2 separate regions of the Rattus norvegicus genome follow, and region 1 is linked to region 2. A link is a contact called in public Hi-C data. All regions are on one chromosome and are shown on one strand. The core of a region is the stretch at or near the end of the contact, and the rest is flanking DNA. Distances in the headings are between cores, read along the strand shown.

What was found. Hi-C and Micro-C count contacts between places; a contact is called where the count stands out from the background.
Region 1: a Hi-C map of liver shows a contact between it and region 2, with 4 times the contacts expected there. The contact joins the promoter of Fam43a here to the promoter of Xxylt1 in region 2. A contact is called at or near these places in 12 of 12 Hi-C or Micro-C datasets (the A7r5 cell line, the Rat2 cell line, Schwann cells and 7 more) and 1 of 1 datasets of contacts at active chromatin or transcription factors (oligodendrocytes).

The regions. Positions count from the first base shown.
Region 1 is chr11:83,633,703-83,640,308 of GRCr8, forward strand. Fam43a (family with sequence similarity 43, member A) reads right to left here and starts at 2,611. Exons shown (of 1, transcript NM_001039002.2): 1 at 1-2,611. The coding sequence starts at 1,707. The coding sequence ends at 415.
Region 2 is chr11:83,161,080-83,167,238 of GRCr8, forward strand. It overlaps Xxylt1 (xyloside xylosyltransferase 1), which reads left to right and starts at 2,353. Exons shown (of 4, transcript XM_344027.10): 1 at 2,353-2,956. The coding sequence starts at 2,456.

The DNA of each region.
Region 1 (6,606 bases), core at 1,361-3,860, 470 kb after region 2:
AAGACAGAGAGAGGCCTTCCAGTCAGGGGGTCTGGAGAGGAAGTTAACCCCTCCTTCCCAAGCCCCAGCTGCCTCACAAACAGGAAACCGGCTGCTGGGCACCTCCAGCCCGCCCTTGGCCTTTTCCAGCTTCAGCCCGCTTTCCCTCACCCACCCTGGAAAGCCTATCTCTTTCCTTTGTAGTGCTTCTTCCCCGCCCCCCATCTCCCGGCTCACAACCTGAGCCACCTCAGAGCCAAAAGCGCTGGGGTAACTGGAGAGAGAATAGCTCTCCAGGAAACTCCAAACCCAGGGCCTCAAGTGCATCATTTTCCCTTTCCTGGAGTTTAAGGGGAATAGAACTACTGTTGGGGAACCACTGTGTGTATGTGGAGGGCTGGGGGGAGTGAGCGCACGGAGAAGTCTTCTGGTAGCTTAGCTTGAGTAGGGCTCATCTAGGCTGGTGCTGTCAGCAGGGCCGGATGGGTTGCCAGGGCTGGCCGAGGTGGCGTCCAGGCCTCCACCCTCGATGGAGCTCTCGCTGCCTGTGCTCTCGCCCGACAACAGGCGTGTCACCCTTAAGTCGGACTCCAGGGTGCTCACGTCATTGCCAAAGCTAAGGTCACCCAGGTCACTAATAAGCTGTGACAGTTGGGCCTTCATGTCTGAAGCACAGCCTGACAGAGGAAGTGGTGTCCCGGAGCTGGGGCCCAGAGAGACCCCACCGTCCCCCAACGCCTCCTCGTGGCCATTTTCCAGCGGGTCCAGCAAGTCCTCACATTCCAACTGCATGGCCACCACCAGCGCCCTCTGCGTCTCAGCCTCTTCCTCTGCTGGATCCCCATCCCCCACGCGGTCCTCTTCTTCTTCCTCCTCCTCCTCCTCCTCCTCCAGGCAGCCCTCGAGGTGCTCCTCTTCTTCTTCTTCCTGCAGCTCCTCCTCCTGCTGTTCCCCAAGCAGGTCCTCGGTGATGGAGCCCAGCTTGGGAGCGCTGCGGCTACGCTCCACTGGCGGCTTGTAGCAGCAAGGTCCGTGCAAGAGCAGCTTGCGCAGCGGCACTAAGGGGATGGTGTGTGCGCCCACCAACTCCTGCTGCTGGTGACGTGCATCATCCCGCCGCTTGAGACGTTTAAACTCTGCCAGAGCGTTGGCTGACGTCTGGTAGAGCAGCAGGGCCATGGCCTGAGCCTTCTCCGGCTTGGACACCAGCACCGCGTGGCAGCGTAGCATTACCGCCTTGTGCTTCAGCTCATGCCGGTACACCCAGGCGAAGACTTTGGGCAACCGCGCGTCTGCCACACAGTAGGTGACGCGGTGCAGCAGGTAGAGGTGTCCGGGACGTCGCAGCGCTCGTTCCTCGGCATGCACCATGCGGATGCCTTGCGCACTCACGGTCAGCTTCATCTTAGTCCCTTGACGGCCGGCCTCACTCTTGCTCCAGATCTTGCCCACCGCTAGGTCAGTACAACCGTCCCCGCGAGCCTGGATGGTGGTGGCATTCCCCAGGTAGAGCACAGTGTAAGTGGGGTCCTCGCTGGTGATGTGCAGCTTCTTGCGCTTGGAGCGGAACATGCTGCCCACCCGGCTGAGCGCGCCTTCCGGGCAGGCTCTCGCCAGGGAGCTGAGCGCGGAGTAGTGCAGGCTCACAGCGTAGCCCTTAGGCTTGGACGCCTGCCGCGGCGGCGCCTCGGCCAGCAGCTCGAACTTGTGCTTCTTCCACGGCAGCATCTCCGGAGGACGTCCGGGAGTGGCTGGGCGGCGGTGGCCGAGCGCGGGGTACGAGCCCCGCAGGGCCACCAACCCAGGCGTCGCTTTGCCCGGGCAAGCTCGAAAAATAAAACTCGAGCTGGGAGGACCTCCAGGACAGGAAGATGGAGGCAGGAGAGGCCAGATAGTGCTTGGGAACCCCGCAGGGGCTGGGGTACAATCTTAGAAAGAAAGAAAAAAAAATATTCAGCTTCGAGTGTGCAAAAGAGAGGCGTATACACACAAGGGGAGGGGGAGTGAGAGAAAATATTACAGAAGCTTAGATGAGGAAGACTAGGACAAAAGTCTCATACAAGCAACGAAATAAGAGAGCAGAACGGAAAATATGTTAGAAAAAGACCAAATGAGTGCGTGCAAATAAATAGAGGGGGAGGGCTCGGCCAAAACAACCGGGATGGTGAGAGAATAAGCTGGAACTCTTCTTCAGCGAACGTGACACACACACAAGTCTTGGGCCAGGGCCAGGAGCCGCGGAAACTACAGCAGTGCGCCCAGGGGCCGGTGCTCCCCACCCCCAGTGGGTGCCGGAGAGGGCGAGCCCCTTGGCTGGGCTGGTCCGGGAATGAGCAGCTTGCCCCAAGTGCGGTCCGAGAGGTCTGGCTGGCCGCGGCGGGCCAAGCACAGCAGTCCCGCAGCTCACTGCATCCTCGATCCGAGGGGACGCCGGAGACTCGCGCTCCGCCGGCTCGGCCAGGGTAGCGCGGGGTTCCGAGGGCAGGACGCGCACATCGTCCGCTCCGGGGACTGCCGCTACCTCATTGCTTCCCTCCGGGGGTGTCCGGCTCCGCTTCGGGGTTCTCCGCGATCTGCAGCGCGCCCTCTGTGGTCGTGCGCGCGGTAGCCGACTCGCTCGCCTCACATCATTGCTGTCCGAGAGGAAGATCTCGGGTTAATATAGGCCGGCGCGAACCATTCACCGCGCGGACAGGGGAGGAGCACAGGAGAGGATCCCTTTAGGGCTGCGACGCCGGACGCAATTCTGGTCTCTTAAAGGGACCAGGTTGCAGGCACTGGTCAAATGAGGGGAGGACTAGTCCACTTAGGCAACCACGTCCCAGATTTACCAGCATCCCCTTTAGCTATAGAAACCAAAAAGACCCGGAGTTACCCGATAGCAAGAGGAACTTAAACTTGGACACTCCGCCCTAGGCTAAATTGCAACTGGCTGAATAAGTGTGTATGTCTAGATCGAAACTACTGGAGGAGGGGTGGAAGTTGAGATTGAAGACTGGGAGAAATTGTATTTTTGTTGTCGTCATCGTCGTCGTTGTTGTAGTTCTGTTCCTTCTGTGACAACTTCAAGAGAATTTGCAGGTTTGTTTACTATTATTCTTCAATAATCATCTATTAAACAAAATACAAAAGAAAGAAAAGAAAGGAAGGAAGGAAGAAAGAAAAGAAAGGAAAAGAGAAGAAAAGAAAAGAAAAGACGAGAAAAGAAAAGAAAATATAGGAGAGTCAAAGACTTATCTGTTAACTCTCTTGGTGCCATTTCTCCGCCGGTGAACAGCAGGTAGCGAAAAGCTCGTGGTTTAGATGACTGCCTTGAACAGTATTGAACACAGTAGTGAATGATCCCTAAGTTACTTGCTTCCAGTTTCCACCCCGTCCCAATAACACCCTCTCCTGCCACAGACCCTCAGAGTAAGACGCTTTTTTGAGACATGAGAAGTTTCTAGGTAAGGCTGTGCTGCTGTATGTAGGCCTACCTTCTTGACACTCAGGGGCCAATCAGTAAAAGCAAAATGACTTCTAGTTGATAGATGAGACATTTGAGTGAACAGAAATATTTTTTTTTTGGCTGGGTTAACTTCAGCCAAAAATAAAACGAAATAAAATTTAAAAAGTAAATAAAAAACAAAACCTCAAAGTCCTATGAGAATCTGGGAGAAGAGAGAAGAGAGTTCACTGTGACTAAGAAAATTAAAAAGGATTCAGGGAGCGGGTGATGTTTGACAGATGACTTCTCCCAACAGGAGGAGGATTGGAGGGTTTATGAGAGTAGAAGATGATGAAATTCCAGGGTTAAAATGTAGACTCCTGGGCTGGAGAGATGGCTCAGTGGTTAAGAGCCATCTATAATGGGACCCAGTGCCTTCTTCTGGTGTGTCGGAAGAGAGGGACAGTGTACTTGTATAAATAAAATAAATAAACCTTTAAAAAAATATATATAGACACTTGTCTAAGATGGGACAGAGTAAGTGACAAAAAATAAGAAATATTTCCCCATCAAAAAAGTGTCCTATAATGGATTTAAATCCCTCTCACTCTCTGAAGGAAGGAGTGGTCTTTTCCTGACTGGCTGTAAACTAGGGTCCTAGTGGCCTACTTGCCAGCTGTGTGGTTGGGTTAGTTGGGGGCAGGGGGGTACCAGGCACCATGATGGAACAAACCAGAATTACAGTAATCCATCATGCTAACACTGATGTTTCTTTTCTGCCAAAGGGACTGCAATGTTGTGCTTATTAGTGTGTGCACACAATATAAATTATGGTGCAATGCCAATAATGACAACTTGCCATCTAAAGGACAAAATATTCTGGGGGAAGCCTACCAGCTCAGCCTCGGCTGAGTCATCCTTTCCCACTCCATAATCTCAAACTCTAAGTTCTAAGTAGATCCCATATTCAAGAAGTTAACATATCTAAGTGGCCAGGATGTCTGAGGGCTCCAAAGGGCTTTGGGGAGCAAGAAGAGGATGAAAGCTGGTCTCACCTCCACTGGAGGCATGATCATGGACTACACCCAGTGACAGAGAAACCAGAGAGAAACAGCGATGAAGAAGCCATCAACCACAGCTCTTCGGTGGCAGCGGGAATACGAGTCTCAGATGTACAGGCTGTGTCACGCCTAACTACCTGTTTAATGAGCTTGTTTCAGTCTTGGAAGAACTGAAAGGTTCTAGGTGAATGGGAACACCCCATATGTGAGTCATGTCCTGGGCTTGTGCTCTAAACCCAGGAAGGAAAACTTGCTATCTCTTCCAGGCCTGGACCTTGGGGTCTATCTACCTTGCCTTCTGGAGAACCTGGCCACCCTTGCCGAACTCTGAGGTCGCAGTTCCTCGTGGGAAGGAGGAGCTGGCGACGGGCAGTTCAGAGAGAGAACGTCTCAGCAGAGACCATTGAGAAACTGGTTAGACGCTGTGGCTGTACTTTTGATGACACTACTCCATCTACTGGTGGCAGACGAAAGTGCCACTTGGTGAGGTTGTTTCTCAAAAAACTGGACAAGCCAGTGATCAGTACAAGTCACAGCTGAAAAGAAACACCGCCGGCCCGAATGCCAGCCTCTCATTTGGCGCCTGAGAACCAGCCTCCTCGAGGGCTTTTGGACTGGCTTTCTGTCACTGTGTGTTTTGCATAGTGCTCCTCCTCCCCTGATGTCCCACTAACTGGACATGGACTTCAAGGTGACAGTGGTGAGTCTGGAACTTTCTAGTCCTTTGGAAAACATTTGTTGAGAGTCTGCTGTGGGGATGACGTTGCTGGAGACCGAGCATTGTGGCTGGGGGTGTTTGCTTTCTTAGGAGTCATACCCAAGGAATAAAATGCCCCATAGTGTGAAGTCCCTGGTGAACAGGAGGCAGTATTAGGAGTGAAAGCGGCGCTTTCAAAGCCGGAAGGTGTTTCTCCGGGATAGCCTTGAACACTGAGCATCCGAGGGAGCTGGCACTCAAAGAGATGCTTGCACCAGCCAGTAAAGTTGGCGTGCGTGGCTCTGGAGCACCCAGGAGATGGCTGGCTCACGTTGAGGTATACCAGAAGCTTGCTTTGGATGACTTGATAAGACAAAGGGGTTGTAATAATTTTATGTAAATTTCATGCTGAATAACAATATTTAGGCCACAGGGAGGTAGATGGAAGGCATTGCATTGAAATTAGTTCCTCCTGTTCCCCTCCTTCTTTAATGCGGCTGTAGGATCACCCATGCAGGCAGTGTTGTCCTAAACAAAAGCCACAGCTAGTGTAAAGGCCTTTAGGTTTTGTGACAAGCTAAATGGACTCAGGGATTTTCAAGCCTCTTCGTCTGCTCCGTGACTTAACTAGCATCTTACTATCCTAGCCCCTCTGCCCTTGACTCCTGTCTTCAACCTCCTCAGCTTTGCCAGCACCTGCACTAGCATCAGTGAGAAGCCTCGAGGCCCTCAGAGGGGGTTCCCACGGTTGGTGTGGGACTCCAGCTAATTTCCACCAAACAGTATTGCTACGAAAGCTCAAGGCTGGCCTTGAGCTTTCTCTTGATCCTTTTCCAGCCTTGTGTCTCAGCACGTGATTTCTCTGTCGTGTGTGGGCTCCCATATACACCATCTGCCGAGATACCACGCAGCCCAGCCAGTGCTCTGTCATTTAGATTTTAGACTTCCTAAACTGTAGACTTGATAGACTGGTTTTCTTGCTAAGTGGCTAGCTTCGTGTGTTTTGTTATATATGGCGATGGGAACCAGATTGATATAGCCAATCTTCTTGGAAGATGTCCCTGCACCGAGAGTTGTCTCTGTAGTGACAAGCAGAGCTGAACTGACACCTCCCCCAACAGAAGTGAGGCCTATAGAGAGACCTTGACTTGTGTCCCAACCAAACTCACAGCGAACGGCATGTTCACACACATGCCCACCTCTCCCCCATAGCTCACAAGTCTCTCCTTTTGAGCCTGTCTCCCTCAGAGCTACTTTGTATAGTCACCACATCGCAGCCCTGGCCTTGTGCCTCTTCCTAGTCTCAACCCTGAAGGGGCTTCCCACTGACTCCAGGCACAGCCCCTTCAGCCCAGTATTCGAGCATTCTGATGTTGGGCCCCTACCTAGCTGCTCAACCTCCTTGACCTTTCCTGGCAACGTAATCTATGCTAAGTGATGAA
Region 2 (6,159 bases), core at 1,103-3,602:
TCTGTTAGGGCTAAGTATTTTGGTATATTGTTATTTCTTCAGGACAAGGATAAATTCTTAGACGTGAAATGCTGGTTTGATAGGTAAGAATTCTGAAGCTTTCTCAGTGGATCAGATGCTGTGTTCAGTATTGGAAATATTTTTGATGAAAAAAAAAATAGAAAATATCCACCGTTCTCTTGGAGTCTATTCAACAAGGAAACACGGACTAGGTGGTATATAGGCGGATGTCATAGAATCACTAGGGATGGTTCAAGCCCCCACACTATATGGGAAGGAGTTTAGAGGTCATGAGCCATGGTCTGAAGTAGATACGGAAAGCATGCCACAGGAAAAAAACCTGATACCTGGTCAGGAATGATATACTTTGGCCAAAGTTAAACTTATTCCTAAATGGTACACATCAGGATTTTGTCTACATAGCCATATTGTGATACACCCAAGTATGTGGATTTTAAGCTGAGAAAAGGTCACCTACCCGCACCTGAGTTTTCACTTGCTGATTTCCCCGTGAGAATACATGCCAGACAAGAGCAGGGCCTCTCTTTCTTCACTATGTCCTGGGTATCCTTGTGCTTGGGATCAGTAGGTGCTCCTGGTCAGCTTAGTACTCAGGGGCTGCCACGAACCCACCGCTGCAGTTTCCGTAGTGGTATACTTAAGCCACAACATTAAATTTCCCCACGGGCAGCGAATAAGGCAAGGTAAGCTACAACTTAGGGTTAAATTCTGGAAATAAAAATGCTGGTTTGGTCGAGGTTTATTCTTTATATCAGGCATCAGGCAGATTATTTTGAGAATTATTTGAGTATTTTCTTGACCTTGGTTTAAGTTGCTTTATTTCTTTGGCATGAATTAAAGGGCTAAATGTCTGAAAATAAGTCATTAGTTGAAAAATTGTTGAATAATGAGAGAGAGAGAGAGAGAAACAGAGACAGATCACTTGATCGATGTTATGGGTGGGGACTAAAAGGTACAAGTTGCAGAATTATTTAGAGATTTGGGGTAGTATTTATAAACACCTCAGAAAAGTTGCGGTTACTAATTTTTTTTTATAGCTATTGGATATTTACACTTATTTTGGTAAGTTTAATGTCTCCTGGATTTAAGTTATTCAATGTCAGGCACCTTATTGTCTTTCCTATCTGCGATGGTGATGTTGCCTTTCTTTTACATCTGGGCATAATTGTTCTCAGAGTAAGCACGTAACCACTGGGTGTGTAATAGTTGGCAGCGGTAGAGCTGGCCTGGACTTCCTGTCCCATGTGTCCATGGAAAATACAACTCAGAACTTGAATTACTCACTGAATATGAGTTGTGCTTTGGAAATCACATGCTTTGGCCTGTTGCAAATATCTGCATATCATGGAATTGTAAGGATCAGATGACTTTACCAACTGTGATCATTCTGCCCTCTTGGGGTCCCCCTGCCGGTGGTGAGTAGTATGTGTTGAACCCGCCGGGCCTGTTTCAGAGGTTGGCTGCTTTTCAGATTTGTTGTTCCCGTGGAAAAGGACAGAGTTGGAAGCACGTGATGCTGGGGCAGGTGAATGCCATCCTCGGGGGCAAGGCTAGCCCGTTGTATACTCGGGAACATTTGAGCATTCTTACCTCCACCGCTTTGAAGCATGCAGACCAATTTCCTTCAGAACTTTTGTTATATCGCCAAGTCTTAAAAACCTGAAGTTAATGAATTTTTGTCTGCCTGGCATTGTTGACTGATGATGGTTAAATGGCTGCAGGCTAGTGCTTTGTTAAGTCACTTCAGTATGCCCCAGTTAAGATTTTTCAAAACTTTCTGGGACATCTCATGTTTTCCCTCAAGTCTTGCAAGCCAATTAAACAATTTTGGTGTTTCTTGGGAGCTCTCTGCAGGGACTACAGTTTTGGACAGTAAAGTCCCCCTGCTGGCCATGGATATTCTCCGGGTTATCCCAGAGGTGTGAAGGGAGATGGGGAAAGCCATTTTCATTTGGGGTGTTAATAAACCTATGTGTGAAACAAGAAGGACCTTCTGGTTTAAATGTTTCAACTCTAGGTAGTTTCCTAACTAGTGGAGAGGGAGGGAGAAGGTCAGGGAGAAGGAGAGGAAGAGGGAGGAGAGAGAGAAGACAAATGTGGAGACAGAAAAGGTAGCTTTATCTACATAAGTCTTATATTGAAGCGTTTGTTATTTCAAGACCAAGATTCCCCCTCTAGCAGGCCGACCCAGTCTAGGGTCTGGTGTCAGCCTCTCAAGTCTGGCAGCCAAAATCTGCAAAGGAGAGCTGGCGTCTAACCCGTCGGAACCTAGGACCTAGCGGCTGCGATGGCCCCGCCCTTTAGGTGTCCACGGTCACGATTGGCTCCCGGCAGCGCGGTCCCGCCCCCGCTATGGCCGCCGCCCGCTGCCGGGCTCCGGGCCCTGGAGTGCTGCTTTGAGTGGGCCCGGCTGCTGGGCCGCCGGCTCCGGCGCATGGACCTCCTCCGAGGCGGGGCCGCGTGCGCTCGGGCCATGGCGCGCCTGGGCGCGGTGCGCTCGCACTACTGCGCACTGCTGCTGGCCGCGGCGCTGGCAGTGTGCGCCTTCTACTACCTGGGCTCGGGCCGGGAGACCTTCTCCAGCGCCACCAAGAGGCTGAAGGAGGCCCGCGCCGGGGCCGCCGCGCCCACGCCGCCCGTGCCCGAGCTGGCCCGGGGCTCCGCGGCGCCGGCCTCCGGTGCCAAGGCCAAGAACCTGGAGGGCGGCTTGGCGGTCCCGGTGGACTACCACCTGCTCATGATGTTCACCAAGGCGGAGCACAACGCGGCGCTGCAGGCCAAGGCTCGAGTGGCGCTGCGCTCCCTGCTGCGCCTCGCCAAGTTCGAGCCGCACGAGGTGCTTAACCTCCACTTCGTGAGCGAAGAGGCCAGCCGCGAGGTGGCCAAGGCCCTGCTGCGGGAGCTCCTGCCGCCCGCCGCCGGTTTCAAGTGCAAGGTGAGAGGTGGATGGCCCACGTCTGTTCTCTGAGCTGTCACTGGTAGCTCCAGTGAGCGGTGTTCGATTCCTGTGCCTGTAGCCTGTCTAATATCCTCTACCCTGTCCTGCACATGCTTGTCCAGCGTCCTGGAGATCTGGTCTGGGGGCGTGTCCTAGAGTCAGACTAACTGGGATGGATCGGCAGCGTTAACTAGTCCCTCTCCCGCTTCATCCGGCACCGTTTCCTGAAAGATCAGCCCGCCCTATTTTGCTAGTTTCCCAGAGTTCATTCATAAGAAGTGCCTTTACAGTCTACACTCCTCATATTCTTTGACTTCTGAGAATGGAATTGTCCCTTTTGAAGGCACACAATAGTCATCACTCTGAGCTGTCTTCTAGTCAGGATCTTGGGGAGGCCTCTAGAAGTATCAGGGTTAAACTGGAATTCCTCAGTAGTATTCTGGGGGCGGGGGGGGGGGAGGATCTCATGTCCTCTCTGTGTCCTTTTCCCTCTTGCCCTTAAGAACGTGAACCAGTTAGATAAGCCACAAGTTCCTCCTCCAGAGGAAAAGCTCCAAGGGATACAGATTTGAACCCACCAGCCTGACTTCCCAGCAGCTCCCACCTCTTCTGGCCTCTGATTTATCACCTGCCTCTGTTTGTCCAGGATTGGGTTCTTGACCTACGAGCTTGTTACTCTCATCAACTTGCTTGCCCTATCTATTTTGATGCATTGGTTGTCCGGAGGGGGTTCAGAGTCTGATTATTGGGAAAGAGGGGCCGATGGTCTTTAAGGATGGAATCTGATGTTGGTGGAAGATATTGAATCAAGAGCAGAATTCCTTGTCCCTGTACCTAGCTTGGTGCCAGGGACCATGCTGTGTTCAGGGGTCCAAGGCAGTTTTGTGTTGACTAGAGTGATGTCCCTGTTGCTTGGTAGAGCTCTTCCTTGACTCTCCTTCCTGGACTCATGGCTATGCCCTCAGTTTCTTTTGTTTTTTGGGCTTGCTATCCAGACCACACTGGCCTTGACCAGTCTTTTTCTGCCTTTGTCTCCGAGTGTTGGATCACAGGTATGCATAGCCCTGATTGGATTGACTATTATTATTATTTTAAAAGGATCTCACTCTGTAGTCTAAACTAACCTGGGAACTCATTGTGTAGCTCAGGCTGGCTTCGAACTTGTGCCAGCGCTCCTGAGTGCTCCACTCTTTGTGCGCCACCACACCTGGCTCCCAGACTATATCGAGTACGTCCTTATGTTCGGGAACCTTCCAAGCCTGACCCACCGTAGCCTGAAGGACCTTTCCATTCCTGCTCCCCTCATAGCACTGAAGATAGGACAACCGCTATGGTCAGGAAAGGGTACCTGGACTGGAATTTCACCCTGTAGGATCTAGAAGTGTCTTTCACCAGGGGTTTGTTCCAGAGCCTATCCTGCTTTGCTTATCTGCAGTCTCCAGAGGTAACTCAGCCTGTCCCTGTTTGATCCCAGCATTCTAACATTGGAGAAACCTTACTATTCCAGGGAGAAGACATAGGGCCAGTCTAGGCAGGTCTTGGGTTTCACCAGGTCACCTTGAAGACCAGCATGCTCTGCTGCAGCAGGGAGAGCAGCTGGGGCCTGCTCTGCATTTCCAGATTCCTGCCCTTCATCAGGTATGCACACTGTAGCCTAGCCTGTGTGCCTAACTAAGCTCATGTCATTCCCTGTGTTGGATACTGTCTCCATCCCAAATCCTGCTGCTCTTCCAATGCCGTCAGCTCCTTGGAGGCGTGCAGGGGACGGACCCACGGCTGAAGAGTCTGTGTTTTTCCCATTGATAATTTCCCGCTGTGGTGCTTTGCCATATCACCTGCCTCTACACAGTTCCTGCCCTGTAGTTGGCCTGAAGGTCAGACTGCTGTCTTGGAGTATGTGTTTCCTGCTCCGTGGAGCCCATCTCTGACAGCTACAAGCCCTCACACAAAGCTTGGTGGCAGCTGCAAATGACCTGAAGAGACTGTCACCTTTCCTGTTGAGGTGTAAGCTAGTGGTTCTAACTCAACAGTTGTTAACCTGTGGGTTGAGACCCTTTTGGGAGTTGACTGACTCTTTCACACAGGGGTCACCCAGGACCAGCAGAAAACACAGATACTTACATTACAAACGGTAGCAAAATTACAGTTAAGTAGCAACAAAAATAATGTTATGGTTGGAGGTCACCACAACATGAGGAACTATTATTAAAGGGTCACAGCATCAGGAAGGTTGAGAGCCACTTCTCTAACCACTTCTCTAACCACTTCTCTAACCTTTAGCAGCAGGCAGCTAAAGGCTTATCAATCTTGGGGTCACATTGCTCCCCTTGATTATAAATTTGTATTTTGTGAAGCTGTTTCTGTGGTAAAAGGTACCCCTGCTCCCCAAAGAAGGCTTGCTTCACTTGCTGTCATTTGATTCTTGCTGGGCTTTGTAAAGGTCCCTATACCACAAGCCATTCACCGGTGCCTTCAGTCTTCCTAGAATGTGCTCCAGCTCTGTCCTGCCTGCAGGGTTAGGAAAGTGCTGTGACGCTGACCACACTCCTGCCCCTGGCATCTCTTAGCTGCCCTGTCTGCCCCTGACACCACACTCTTGGTGTATGAGCATCTTTTGTTCAAGAACTTATTTCTTTCAGCACTGATTAGGAAATCAGAACTTCTCGAACAGGTCAAAGCACCGTGAAGACCTTCAGGAACAGACTCTGCAAGGCCACCGGGGAGTGGCTGCCTCCGAGGTGACCCAAGGTGAAACAGCATCCAGACTACAGTTTCTCCCTTTTGAAGATTACCTCTCTGTGTGTCTCTGTCTCTGTCTGTCTATCTGTCTGTCTGTCTGTCTCTGGAGGTGGCTCCTCGGTACCCAGCCTTCTAGAGACAGCCTGGGGCTTGTTCCAGGGAGAGCCTGGCACTCTGTCATGTCCACAAGATATAGAGCTGGCACAGGACTGTGTCTGTGCTCACAGTCGCATTCCCAAGTCACCTTCAAGTGATAAACACCGGAAATAAATAGAGAACGTTTTAGTAACCTTGGGTTATGTTACGGTTAATTAAATATTAGAAGAAACATTCAGGGAACCAGAAAAAAGTCTCATTTTGACTCTTAGAGAGAAAATTTCGAAATGTGTTAGCTTGTTATGTCCTGACCGTGGGAGTACTTTGTAACCAAACGTCTGAACCTGCTGTGTCCCAGTTACCAA